2 separate regions of the Pan troglodytes genome follow, and region 2 is linked to region 1. The links are chromatin contacts, called in public HiChIP or PLAC-seq maps. All regions are on one chromosome and are shown on one strand. Each heading gives the region's core, a stretch centred on a gene start, on an enhancer-like site or on the middle of the called end of the contact. The rest is flanking DNA. Distances are from core to core; before and after follow the strand shown.

Evidence for each region. HiChIP or PLAC-seq counts read pairs in DNA pulled down with a chosen protein or histone mark.
Region 2: an H3K4me3 HiChIP or PLAC-seq map of stem cell-derived excitatory neurons shows a contact between it and region 1, with 17 times the contacts expected there. The contact joins the promoter of DIO3 here to the promoter of RTL1 in region 1. A contact is called at or near these places in 1 of 7 Hi-C or Micro-C datasets (stem cell-derived neural progenitor cells) and 1 of 1 datasets of contacts at active chromatin or transcription factors (stem cell-derived excitatory neurons).

Annotation. Positions count from the first base shown.
Region 1 is chr15:98,908,647-98,914,616 of NHGRI_mPanTro3-v2.0_pri, reverse strand. It overlaps RTL1 (retrotransposon Gag like 1), which reads left to right and starts at 2,694. Exons shown (of 3, transcript XM_520846.8): 1 at 2,694-3,295. LOC104002164 (a long non-coding RNA gene) reads right to left here. Exons shown (of 30, transcript XR_010151034.1): 3 at 407-472.
Region 2 is chr15:99,572,712-99,578,583 of NHGRI_mPanTro3-v2.0_pri, reverse strand. DIO3 (iodothyronine deiodinase 3) reads right to left here and starts at 2,097. Exons shown (of 1, transcript XM_003314506.5): 1 at 1-2,097. The coding sequence starts at 1,726. The coding sequence ends at 812. It overlaps MIR1247 (microRNA mir-1247), which reads left to right and starts at 2,801; the gene lies at 2,801-2,935. It overlaps LOC129137012 (a long non-coding RNA gene), which reads left to right and starts at 2,716. Exons shown (of 3, transcript XR_008539161.2): 1 at 2,716-2,971; 2 at 3,198-3,423; 3 at 4,386-5,872.

The DNA of each region.
Region 1 (5,970 bases), core at 1,445-3,944:
TAAACGGCAAGCCAGGAGGTCCAGGCGAACCCAGCCCCCAGACTGTAGGCTGCCCTTTTTGGGATGTAGTGCATGTGCTGTTTTAACCACTCAGGGGACCTGGACTGCCAGGAGCCTTTTGTTTTATGGACAATAGCCAGCTATGTTTTGCCTGCCCCTGCCCAACTCCCCTTTAAACGTTTCTGGGAAAAAGAATCATTCTCGCAGCTACTGTTTGCTGAGTGTCTCTGACATATTAGACATGCGGCTGGGGCTTCAGGGGTTAATGTTCTAACCCTCTCAATGACCCAAGGAGAGACCCAGAACTTGCCCCATTTTCAGTGAGAACACTGAGGTTTGCTGAGGTTGAGTTTCTCATTTAAGGTCCAGGCAGATATTCAATCCCTAAATGTGTAGCCATACTTACCTTCTAGAGCCCCAGATCCCCTTGAAAGAGCAGGAGATAGTTTGAACACTGACTTGACCAAGCCAACTGTAAAAGAAATTTATGAGTCAATCAAGAATATTGGAATGCTACATAGATGGTGGATGATATTAAGGAAAGGCTATTAATTTTTTAACTTGTGATAATGGTATTGTGGTTTTATTTTTAAGAAACAAAAGCTTCTTATTTAGAGATACAAACTAAAAAATGCTCAGAGGAAACAGGATGGTGTCTGAAATTTGCTTCGAAATAGTCCAGGGGTAGGGGTTGGGCAGTGGGAGTAGAGGGACAGTTTAGGGTTTAGATGAAACAAGAGGGGCCAGGGTTTGATGGCAACTGTTTCCGGTTAATGGCAATATGAAAATTGAGTAAACAGTAAAAATATGTACTATTTTCTCTACTTTTGTGTTGTTTGCAATTTCCCATAATAAAGGGATTTTTAAATCAACAAGTGAAAATACAGTGCAGAAGATGAAGGGCTGGGGGTGAAGGGTGCCATTTAAAAGAACAGAGGGGCCTGGGGTATGAGAGAAATTTTCTGGAGTAGCAGGGAACTGATTCACAGGTGGCAAATGCCTCAAAGTGAAAAGGGAACTAGAGGGGCTGGATCCAGAGGGAAGAGAATCATTCCACGTTGAGTGGACGGAGGACGATGTACCAGGGTGCAGAGTGTTGCGGAACAGACACCCGCCAGCTGCCCAGAGACCCTCCTGCAGCCCCCAGCGCTCCTCTCCCCACTCTCCCTCCCAGTCCCTGCCTCCCCGAGCCCTCCAGCTCTCTCCCTGACCCCCAGGCCCTTCCCTGGCTGGAAAAGGGCCTGAGGGTACCACTCTTCAAGGCAGAGCGGCCACCTGATGAGCCCTTCCCTGGGACTCTGGTCCCAATTTGGTTACTGGGACAACGCTGTCTCCCATTAGACACGCTTTGAAGGAAGACCCTGGAGTGACCGGCTCAGTCATGCTGGGAAGGATTCAGCTGTCTAGCTTTCAAATGCCCTTTTTTTTTTTTTTTTTTTTTGGCTTTTTTATTTCTTTTGGAAAGATAAGAGTTGATGCTTTTACCCTAAAACTGTGTGCCAAGCCGCTCTGGCTATCCTCAGCCCCACTCTTCCCCTATCTCTGTAGCCCTCCTTTCCGTCCTTCATAGGCTGCAAGCTGACTGGCGCCCGACCCCAGGTCCACACCCACCTCCCTCTACCCCCTGGTCCATCCACCACTCCCGGCCTCCTCCCCTACTCTTCTCTTTCTGGCCCCGCTGCAGTCTCGGGCCCCTCGGCTTCCTGGGCGCCTGGCCACCACGCAGCGCCTGGAAGTGCTCCCTCCCTCATCTCTCATTCCCCACTTTGGAAAGCCGGCCACCGGACAGGACAGCTCCCGGGACAGCTCCCGCAGCCTGCTGCATTGCAGCGCAGCCGTCTGTGAGGGAGGGGCGCAACCTGCAGCCCCCGCCCCCCGCCCCGACCACCCCCGCCCAGCAGCCCCCAGCCCCGGCACGGCCGGCTCTGCGCCGCACGCATCTGTCGCAGTTAAAAGCGCCGCTGCCAGAGCAAAAGCGCCGGTCCCTCTTGACTGTCCCCCTCCTCACTTTTCGGGCTCAGAAATGTGGCCCAGGCAGCCCCCTTGTGGCACGTGGGGGCGCCACAGACTCTTGGCTGGTGTCTGAAGAATTCAGACTGTCTGATTCCACCGCACCGTGAGTTGGCACAAATCTTCGGTGGCCCAACTCCTACCCGATGCAGAACTCTGCTCAGCGGCCTCTCTGAGTGGGGGGCACCTCTCCCCTCCCCTCTCCCCGTCCACACCTCTCCCTTCTCCCTCCAGGAAGGAAGCGAAGGAACTCTCCTGTTGAATATTGCTCTGACAAGCAGACAGGTGTCTGGCAAACGTGATTGTGGTGGTGGGGGAAGGGGGGGCCAGGAAGGTGGTGGGAATGGGGGCTTTTCTCGAAATGACGTTTGGTTTCCATCTCTTATCTCACAGATGGGAAACCGAGGTGCGGGGAGGGCCATAGTCCCTGTCTGTGTCAGAGTCAAGGCTGGAGATCCTCCACCAAGTCCAGCCTGGGGCATTTCCCTGAGGTGCCGGGGCACCCTTAAGACGTGCCCCCTCTTCCCCCTCCCACTTGTCCAGCCCCAACCCCTCCAGATCTGGTTCTCCCCGTCCGGAAGCCCTGGAGGGCCCCTGGATGTTCTCCGTCCTCTCTAACTCACTGTCCACACAAACAAGCCCAGCCCCCTCCGTCTCTATCTGCAATCTACTTGCAGACAGGCAGGGCCCTCTCCACATCAGGTTAATAATGCCATTTTCATAAGCCTCTGCCCATAGGTGCTACCACCTAATTTTGAATCTGCCCTTCAAACGGATTGGGCCACAGAGGAGCTGGGATCTCAAGCACCGCTGGGAGGTGCTTATAACTAATCAATCCGTCCCCTGCCCACCCACACCCCCCCAGCACTCGGCACAGCCTCGCTGAGCAGCCTTCAGCAGCAGGGTGTGGTGGGGAGCCTCGGAGAGTCTGGGGTTCCATCCTGGCCCAGCCTCACACCAGCTGAGAGACGGTGAGTATAGGACTTTGCCTTTCTGTGCCTCAGTTTCCTCATCAATCTAATGGGGCTCATGAGACCAGTGTGCAGGGTTATTGCCCTGGTGAGTTCTTTGCAGACAGCCCAGTTCGGGACTTGGCTCCAAGACGGGGCTCCATAAATCTCCATGCCTGCACCCCCTCTTGATCACCTCAATTTCCAGTGTCTTATTCCCTGTTTGTTTCCCCCACCAGACCGACTGAGCTTCGAGGACAGGAAGCCACCGGCATCACTAAGCCACCGGCATCACTTCATCCCCAGCCTCACGCTTGGGACTGGGCCGGGGGAAGGTAGGTACACTGTGGTGGCTTGGAGAATGAGTGCATGGATGGATGTCTGTCCCATAGTCTATGGGATGCCCAGACCCCGCTGAGTTTCTCCTCCCCAGACCCCTGTCTAAGCTGGCCCTTCAAGGAAGCCGCCGGGAAAAACTGTTCCTTTATGCCTTCATGCTTTACCCCTCGTGCTGTTATATACAATGCAAATTCTCGGTCTATTAAATGCAGATGTGGGCTCTGCATGTCATTTATGCTGCCTGCTGCATCTACTGTGAGTTCCACAGGCCGGGGGCTGCCTCCGGCTGACTTGATTTGTGCGATTAAGCCAGCAGAGGGGACTCTGCCAGGAGAGGTTCCCGTTTGTATTGGGAGCAGGGTCTTGAAAGGCCAGGCTGTTTTCTCTCTTGCGACACTTGTTACATACCTCTCTCTCCCTCCCTGGGTCCCACCGTCTACTCCACAAGCATTTATGAAGTGTCTGATGTGTGCAAGCCTACACTTATCTCATTTAGTCCTCACTTCAAGCCAGTGACGGAGAAACTCTCATCTCCATTTCACAGGGGAAAAGCCGAGTCTGAAAAGTAAAGGGAATTGTCTCGCAGCTAGAGAGCAGGGAGTCAAGCCGGTCTGCCTGGCTCGGGAGCCCCCAGCCCTGCTGTGGCTGCCTACTGCTGCTGCTGCTGCTGCTACTGCAGGGCTGACCAGGGCTGGCCAGGAGGCCAGCAGCTCCTGCAGAAAAGGCAGGGGGCTGCATACAGAGTGTTCTCCCTAGCAACTGGAAAAGGGGCCATAGAAAACCCAAGAGGGCTGAGAAGCCGCTCAAGAGATAGACATGGAGCAGCTGGCCCCAGGCGGGGAGCACCACGCCCTCCCCTGGGCTTTTAGAACAGCAGGGCAAAGGGCTCTGTCCCAGGTCTAAAAGAACAGAGACAGAGGTGTTAGGACAGGTGTAGAGGCGCCCAATCCTGTTCCCACCATTGGTGGGGGTATTGCCATTCAGCACAGAAAGGAGAGGACTGAAAAGAGAGGGAGCCCACAGCCTGCAGAGATCGGAGGGCAGAGGGGGCAAGAGGGCTGCTGCACAGCCGAGGAGGCAGATGCAAAAGGCAGGGGAGGGCTCAGCAAAGCAGCTCTGCGTGCGAGCCCTGAGCAGGCTGCCTGGGGAGAGAGGGAGCTCCCTGTTACAGGAGGCATCCGAGGGGAGAGAGGCAGGCCAGTGCTTGGCTGAGAAGGCTGCAGCACGGTTTCCTGCCCAGGCTGGCAGCCCACATGTTTAGGCCTTTGAGAAGCTCCCACAGCACCAACTCCTGAGCAGGCAAGCGGGCAAGTGAGCGAGGTGGCCAGAGGAGACCAGGCAGGGGTCAGTATGAGGCCATTTGGCCTCTCCCGAGTAGCTTGCCCTGGGCTAAATGGCAAAGGCACAGAGATGGTTGGCGGGGTGCCTCTGTCCCAATAAGGCAATGAGGGAGAGGAGCAGAGAATGGGGTTGAGTGCCCAGGGCTGGTCGGGGGAGGTGGGGACTGTCCTGCTGCCAACTCCCCTCTTGAGGGCCAGAACACCTAAAGTGGCCAAGCACCTGCCCTGGCTCCTGAGCCCACAGAGGCTGGCCTGTGTCCTCTCTGGGGCAACAGGCTGGCAGAGTGAGTGGAAGGAGCGAGGAGGTCTGGCAGGTTGAGGGGCCCTTTTCTGGAGGCTGAGCAGCAACCACAGATGCAGCCAGCTGCCAGACTGTGACTTACATGTTCAGTGGACTCATGAAAGCTCCTCACACAGTGACAGGGCTGGGGGGCCGGCCTGCTGATGAATGCAGCCCACACGGGAGTCGGGAGCTGCCTCTCCTGGCCCATTCACAGGGGTTCAGTTCCCAGGAACTGTGGGTGGACAGAGCCTTTATCAGGGGACCTCTGCTAGACAAGCCTCTGTTCTGCAGTTTCCAAAGGAGTTTTCTGCCTTTTGTTCCCAATGCAGGCACTCAGCATGTGTGTGTGCGCGCGTGTCTGTGCGTGTGCGTGTGTGCATATGGGGGATGGCTGCGAGGCCAGCCAGGGCTCCTTGTCCGTGAAATGCCCAAGGTCCTCGGGGGCAGAGATGCACCTCCATGGAGCAGAAAAATTTCAAGGAGGGCAGAGTCATTCAAGGATGGAGCCCATCCTCACTGCCGCCTCATTGTCCTGCTCCTGACAACCCAATCTGTCAGCCCTGGGGTCGCCACAGCTGCTCCGACCCGCCGTGGGGGGGCAGCATCGTGTTGCAGGTGGAGCGTGCAGGCTGGTTTGCCTTCCTGGCTAACAGACAGACAGACGGACCTGGCAGCTCAGTTAGGCATTGCAAGCCCTTCGGGAAAAACTGTTTGTTTCTCGGGAGCCTCTGTTTTTGCTGGTTTTTGTTGGTGCTGTTGTTTTAACCTATTAAAAGGTTGATTTGAAGCTGCAGGTGTGAAAATGTTTGGGAGAGTGACATTTACATGTGTCATTTACATAAACGGGGGAGGGGGCGCGATGCAGGGTGCAGAACAAGAGGCACCCACATGGGAAATTCTGTGAACAGGGATCTCTGGTTCAGGATAGCTGGTGGTGCAGAAAGGGTTCTGAAGGGCTTTGGTGTAGATGTGAAAAGTCACCAACCCAAATCCCTATTTAGAGGCAGAGGCCACAGGGCAGCAAGCCCTTTAGCCCCTGCCGGACACA
Region 2 (5,872 bases), core at 848-3,347, 660 kb before region 1:
TTTTTCTCTCTCCCTGGGGCGCTGCGAACCTCGCCAATGCCTCTCAAGCTATCTTCCTCTGGTCCCAAAGCAGACACCCCAACTTCCCTCCCATTTAAGGTGGTTACCTCACGGAAACCCAGAGCACCCTCCCCCTCAAGGTTTAGGTGCTGCTTTGAGGCCCCTGCAATTCAGAACTAGCTCGTGGTCAAGACCAGTTAGAGATAGTTCGTCATCAGCAGTGGGGCTCCTGTGCACCCAAAACAAGCGGGGGAAACTACCCTGCCCACCCCCTCCCCATCCCCGACATCACTTCCCCTACCAGGGACAGGAAACAGACACAAAAGCAACAGGGAACCCCCTCTCCGCGCGCGACAGGTGGGTGCCAGGCAACTAGCTCAGCTGAGCTGAGAGTCTCCTGGAACCCAGCTGCGCTCAGGGCGCGCGGGCGTGGCCAAGGTCTCTGTGCAGTTGCGGGAAGCACCGGGCCAAAGCACTTGGCTGAGGGCACGCTGGGGAGGGGGTGTAAGAAAATGCTGTAGAGGCAAAGTCCTGGGGGCACACGGACAAGGGCAAGCCATATCCCGCGCTCAAAAGAGGATTTCCAGTGAGCCAGGCAGGTGTGAATGAGACAGTTACAGAAGCAGAGTCCCAGGGAGGTAGGGGAGATTGTTCATGTGGCTGAGGGTGCAGACTCAGTCTGAAATGGTGGCTCAGCACATCAGTGTCACTGGGGCCTCGCCAAGCGTGACTTGGTTTGAGGCGCTTGCACGTGGGCTTCGAAGGCTCGAAGGCCCAGCCCACCAAGTTCAGTCAATTGTCCGTTGGATGTTTACACCCTCCGGGGCCGAGCGCCGTGCAGTTGCTCATCATAGCGTTCCAACCAAGTGCGCAGCTCAGAGACCTGGTAGCCGTCGGGGCCACGGCCGCCCTGGTACATAATAGTGCCACTCTGGATGACATAGAGACGCTCGAAGTAGGCGCCATAGGCCGAGCTGCTGGAGTTGGCCATGGTGTCGAGGACCAGAGCACAGCCGGGTGCACCTTGCTGCAGTACCCTCGCTGCGCTGACCCGGTCCTCCAGGCTCCGGTGCTGTGGGATGATGTAGGGAGAGTCCGTGGTGACCCAGCCGTCGGAGGGGTGCGCTTCCTCGATGTAGATGATGAGGAAGTCGACGTCGCGCTGGTACTTGGTGACCAGGCGCTGGAAGGCGCTCATGCGCGCCATGAACGGTGGTCAGGTGCAGCTGCCGAAATTGAGAACCAGCGGGCGGTTCCCTTGCGCGTAGTCGAGGATGTGCTGGCTCTGGAAGCCGTCGGGCAGAACCACCTCGGAGTTGGGCGCCGGACCACCCTCGTGCGCCTGCTTGAAGAAATCCAACTTCTGGCCATGCCACACCGCCTTGAGCGACGCCAGGGTGCACAGGCGATTGTCGTCGGACACGCAGATGGGCGGGTCATCGGGGGGCACCTCCTCGCCTTCACTGTTGAGCTCCACTTCGGGCTCGGGCTGCCCCCGGCGGCGGCGGCCCAGGAAATGCTTGCGGATACACAAGAAATCGAGAAGCCAGAGCATGAAGGCCGTGCCGAGGAAGCGCGGGAAGAGCACGAGGCACGAGGCGGTCTGGGCGCAGAGCCTCAAGGAGTGAAGCAGCAGGGAGCGGAGCATGGTGGCTGCAGGCCCCGAAGCCCCCTGGGACCCCTCGCCCTCTCCGACCACCAACCGCGACGCGGCCTGGCGAGGCATCTGGGCTTCGGCAGTGCAGGGAGTTCAATTTATAGCGGAGGCTTCAATTGGCGGGAGACTCCACCTCCGACCCGGCCCGCCCCCTTGCAACTTGAGCCCGGAGGGATCACCCAGCAGCGCGGCCAATGCCCTAGAAATCTTGGGCTGAGGGCGGGCGCAGGCGGGCGGAGGGCGGAGCGGCCGGGCCTGGGGCCGGTGGGGGCGGGCCCGGGCCCCGCAGCCAGCTCTCGGGGGCGGGGGACTCCGGTAGCCGCTGCCGCTGGGGACCGGGAGCCCGACCAGGGACCTGGGCGTCCGCTGGGGAGGTCCTCCAGCTGGCGCGAGCGCTGCGCGCCGCCCTGGTCCCCGCCGCCTGGCTCCGGCCCGCGCCCCCCTCGCCGCGCACCTGAGCCGAGCTCCCCGGCGGCCGCCGAGCCGCGCCGGAGCTCCGGTTCGCTTCCCGCGCGCCGCCGCCAACGCCGCCCACGCCGCTGCCGCTCGTGCGGGGCCGCTGCCCAGGTGCCGCGGGAGGCCGGGTCCGCGGCCGCCGCTTCGGTGGCCCCGGCTCCAGCCCCACCGAGGACGCGGGCCAGCGAGGAGGCAACTTTGCGTTCCCGCCGCCTTCCTGGCTCGCCCGCGGGCGCCGCTCGCCTGCCGGAGCCCGCCCGCCCGCCTCCCGCGCGCGCTCACACTCGCGCCTCGCACACGGCCGCCCCCCGCACCGCCCCGCCACGCACACCGCGCTCCGCGCCCCCCGCCGCTGCCCGAGGCTGCCGCGCGCCGCCCCAGCCCGCGCCGCCCTGGCCGCGCCCGCCCCGTCCCATCTCGTTCCAGCGGGGCGCCGCGGTTCCTGGGTCAGCGGCCGCCGGGGCCCGGCTGAGAGGTGCGGAGGGCAGAGCCCGCGGGCGGGTTACCGCCGGGCGCCGGAGACCGGAGAGCTGGGGAAAGCGGCGCCGGCCCTGCGCCCCCAGCCGACCCGGGCGCGGGGCGCCACGGGCGTGGGGCGCGGGGCAGCGGGCGCGGGGCGGCGCCGGCCCCGGGCGGCTCTCCCACTAGGGGTAGCTGTTGCCTGAACGCCGGAGCGCTCCCCTCTCGCCGCTTGCCTCGCCCAGCGCAGCCCCGGCCGCTGGGCGCACCCGTCCCGTTCGTCCCCGGACGTTGCTCTCTACCCCGGGAACGTCGAGACTGGAGCGCCCGAACTGAGCCACCTTCGCGGACCCCGAGAGCGGCGGCGCGACTCACCGCGGAGGCGCCCGGACGCGTCAAGTGCGTACTTTCAACCGTAAATGGGTGCTGAGCGTTTAGGGGTGCGGGGCAACTCCCTAACTCGTGGGGCCCTGGCCGGCCCTGCCGCGGCGTCCGAGACCTTCTGATCCCTCGCTGCGCGCGGCGCGGGGTTGGCGACTTGGGCTCAGGGGCGGCGGGGCGGGGAGGTGCCTTGACCTAGGGACCCAGAGGCCGGGAGCAAGTCTCCTTTCGCCTTGGACTGCAGTGTCCCCCAGGGCAAGGACTGAACCAGGTCGCGAGGGTCTGTCTCCCGTCTGGGGAGCTGAACTGCCCGAGACACTGTCGCAGTCGCGGGGACTTGTCTGGAGCGGCGGGGTCTGAGCCCAAGTCCGAAGCCGCCGCTGCCGCCAGCGTCCCGTGCGCCTGCCGCCCCGGGACCAGCCGCGAAACTTCTTCTCGGGACGGAGACAGCGCTCGCCGCCCGGGCCGAGGTAGGAGCTGGCTGGGCTCGATAGAGCGCGGGCGAATCGCTTTCGGCAGCGAAGGAACGTGTCGGGAGAAGCCAACTGCAGGACCAGGGCCCCAGCGGGCGCGCAGAGACGCCTGCCTTGGGCGGAGGTCCCCCCCTCCGGTTTTCGTGGCTCTGGTAGGGCCCTCTGTCCCGTGAGCTCCTCACTGGACCTGAGGCTCCAGGCTTCAGCAGGTCAAGCGCCCGAGTGTGCCTGGAGGATTGGCGGCGGGGTGGCATGAGAAGGTGGCCCCTCTTCTCCATCTCCCAGTCAGGCGATTTCTCTGCTGTCTGGGGCAGGGGCGCACACCCCAGGAACTTACTACCAAAGGGAAGCCAGCCTGGTCTCTCCCCCTTGCGTCAGTGCTCCTAAGCTGCCCCTCACCACTCTGGGTAGGGGTCTTTCAGGTGGGCTAGGGAATTCTCCTTGGAAGTCCCCTTGTCTGCTCCCCTCCATCAGGGCACCTCTGAGCCAATCATCCTCTTTTCTGGCCTCTTTTTTGCGGGGAGGAGAGTAGAGAGAGAAGCCTCCTACTCGGCAGGTCTCTGAGAGGAGGTTTTGGGGGACTTTGGAGGTTGCTCCTCCTGGGCAGAGTCACGGGGTGTTGAGGGTTCCAACTTTTACTGGACAATCTCTCAAGCTCTGATTCCCTGATTTCTGGGAGGTGTCAGTGTAGGGCTTGTGTCCTGCCCCACCCACACAGCATTTGGTGCAGGCACATGGGATGGTTCCCCAAGCCCTTTTCCCACAGTTAGTTTCAGAAAATGCATAAGCCACCTAAGGCTGGGAGAGCCTTTCTGTGCTGGCTGAGATCTGGTGGCATGTGCATGCATATGTGTGCAAGTGTGTGTGTGTGTGTGTGCAAGTGTGTGTGCGCATGTGCATGTGTGTGGAAAGTATGGTCTGGGTGGCTGTAAGACTGGCCCCTCTTGTCCCCTCTGCAGGCCCAGCCCAATAGGAAGCACCTGATCCACACTCTTTCTAGCCCCAGGGATGCTCAGGAAAGCAGCCTTTCTTTAGGGCTGTCATCTGTTCTGGGGATCTGTTGCTGTTTCTTGGGCCCACAGAATACACTCCACACCTCGGGACTCTATAATATTGGACAAGGCTGGAAGGCCCATTTGGCTCCTGCAGCCTCTTATGCAGGTGAGGACAGACCCAAGGTCCAGGCAATGCTGGCCTTTGGAACACAGAACCTGGCTCACTGACTCCCACTCCAGTTGTCTTTTCCCTCTGCCTCTGGAGCAACCCTCTCTCCTCCGGAGCAACCCCTGTCCCTCCTTCCTACCTCTCTCTAGGGCTGCACCCCCAGCTCACCTTAGACCTGGCCCTTCCTACCTGTTGCCCCTACTGTCTTGTCCCATCCCAGTGGTCAGGAGGGAGAGTACTGGCCAAAGGCCCAGCTCCACCTGTGACTTAGGGGAGCGCCAGGCATCACCCAGAGGTCCCGGCCCTCGGGGGCCTGGCAGGCTCTGCTGTGGGGGAAGCAGAGTTAGAACTGGGGCTGCTTCTCCTGTCCCCCAGCCTGGCTGGGCCTCCCCCACCTCCCTTTCTGCCTGCCCTCTTACAACTCCAGCAGGGGGCGGGCAGGGGAAAGAAAAGGAGGGACAAGTTGGATGGGGTCCATTTGGTGTCCAGGAACAACTTGGAGAGAGGCGGGGAGGGGACAGGCAGCAGGGCCCTGGCAGAGCCAGGGGAGGGCTGGCCTTTGGATGGCCTTCTGATCCCAAGCCCATCCTCCTGGGGCAGTCTTCCCTTGAAAGGGAGGGTTTGGTGAACCCTGGTGCGGACCCCCCCGCCGGACCTCACTGCCCCAGTGTGGGGCGTGGTAGGCGGGTTTGCAATGGGTACAGCCTCTCTCTCCATTCCAGTAGAGCAGCTCCCAGGGCCCAGAGAGGCTGTCACTGAGACTTCCCTCTGGGGTGGGGTGGGTTCTGGTGGCCCTGTGTTCCCCTGCAGGAGGACCTCCTGAGGCTTCGAGCAGGAGCTGGTGCACACCTGGAGGAGAGTGCTGGTGAATGGCAGGTGTGTGCCTCAGTGTCCTTGCTGCCTGGGTGTCAGCCCTGCTTCACCACTGGCCCTTTGTCTCTGTCCCCTCCACTGGCCTGTTGAAGCACAGAGACCCTCCGGGTACTTTCCTTCCTCTGGGCTTCCACTCATGCTATTCCCTGCTCCCTTCTTCTACCTGGAGACCCCCATTCCTCCTCCTCCTCTGCTGCCCTCACCTCCACCTGGGCCCTCCCAGCTCCTGGGAGATGGCTAAACCCCACTCCCCACCCGCTAGTCATCCTCTTCAGCGGTCCTCCCAGAGCTGTCCTCGGCATGGCAGCCTCCACAGCCCCTGGGTGTCACCCCCGGTTTCGTGTCTGCCTTGGACTCCAGACCTGCCCCTCCCAGGCTGGCCCAGATGGATCCTCTGCAGTGACTAACC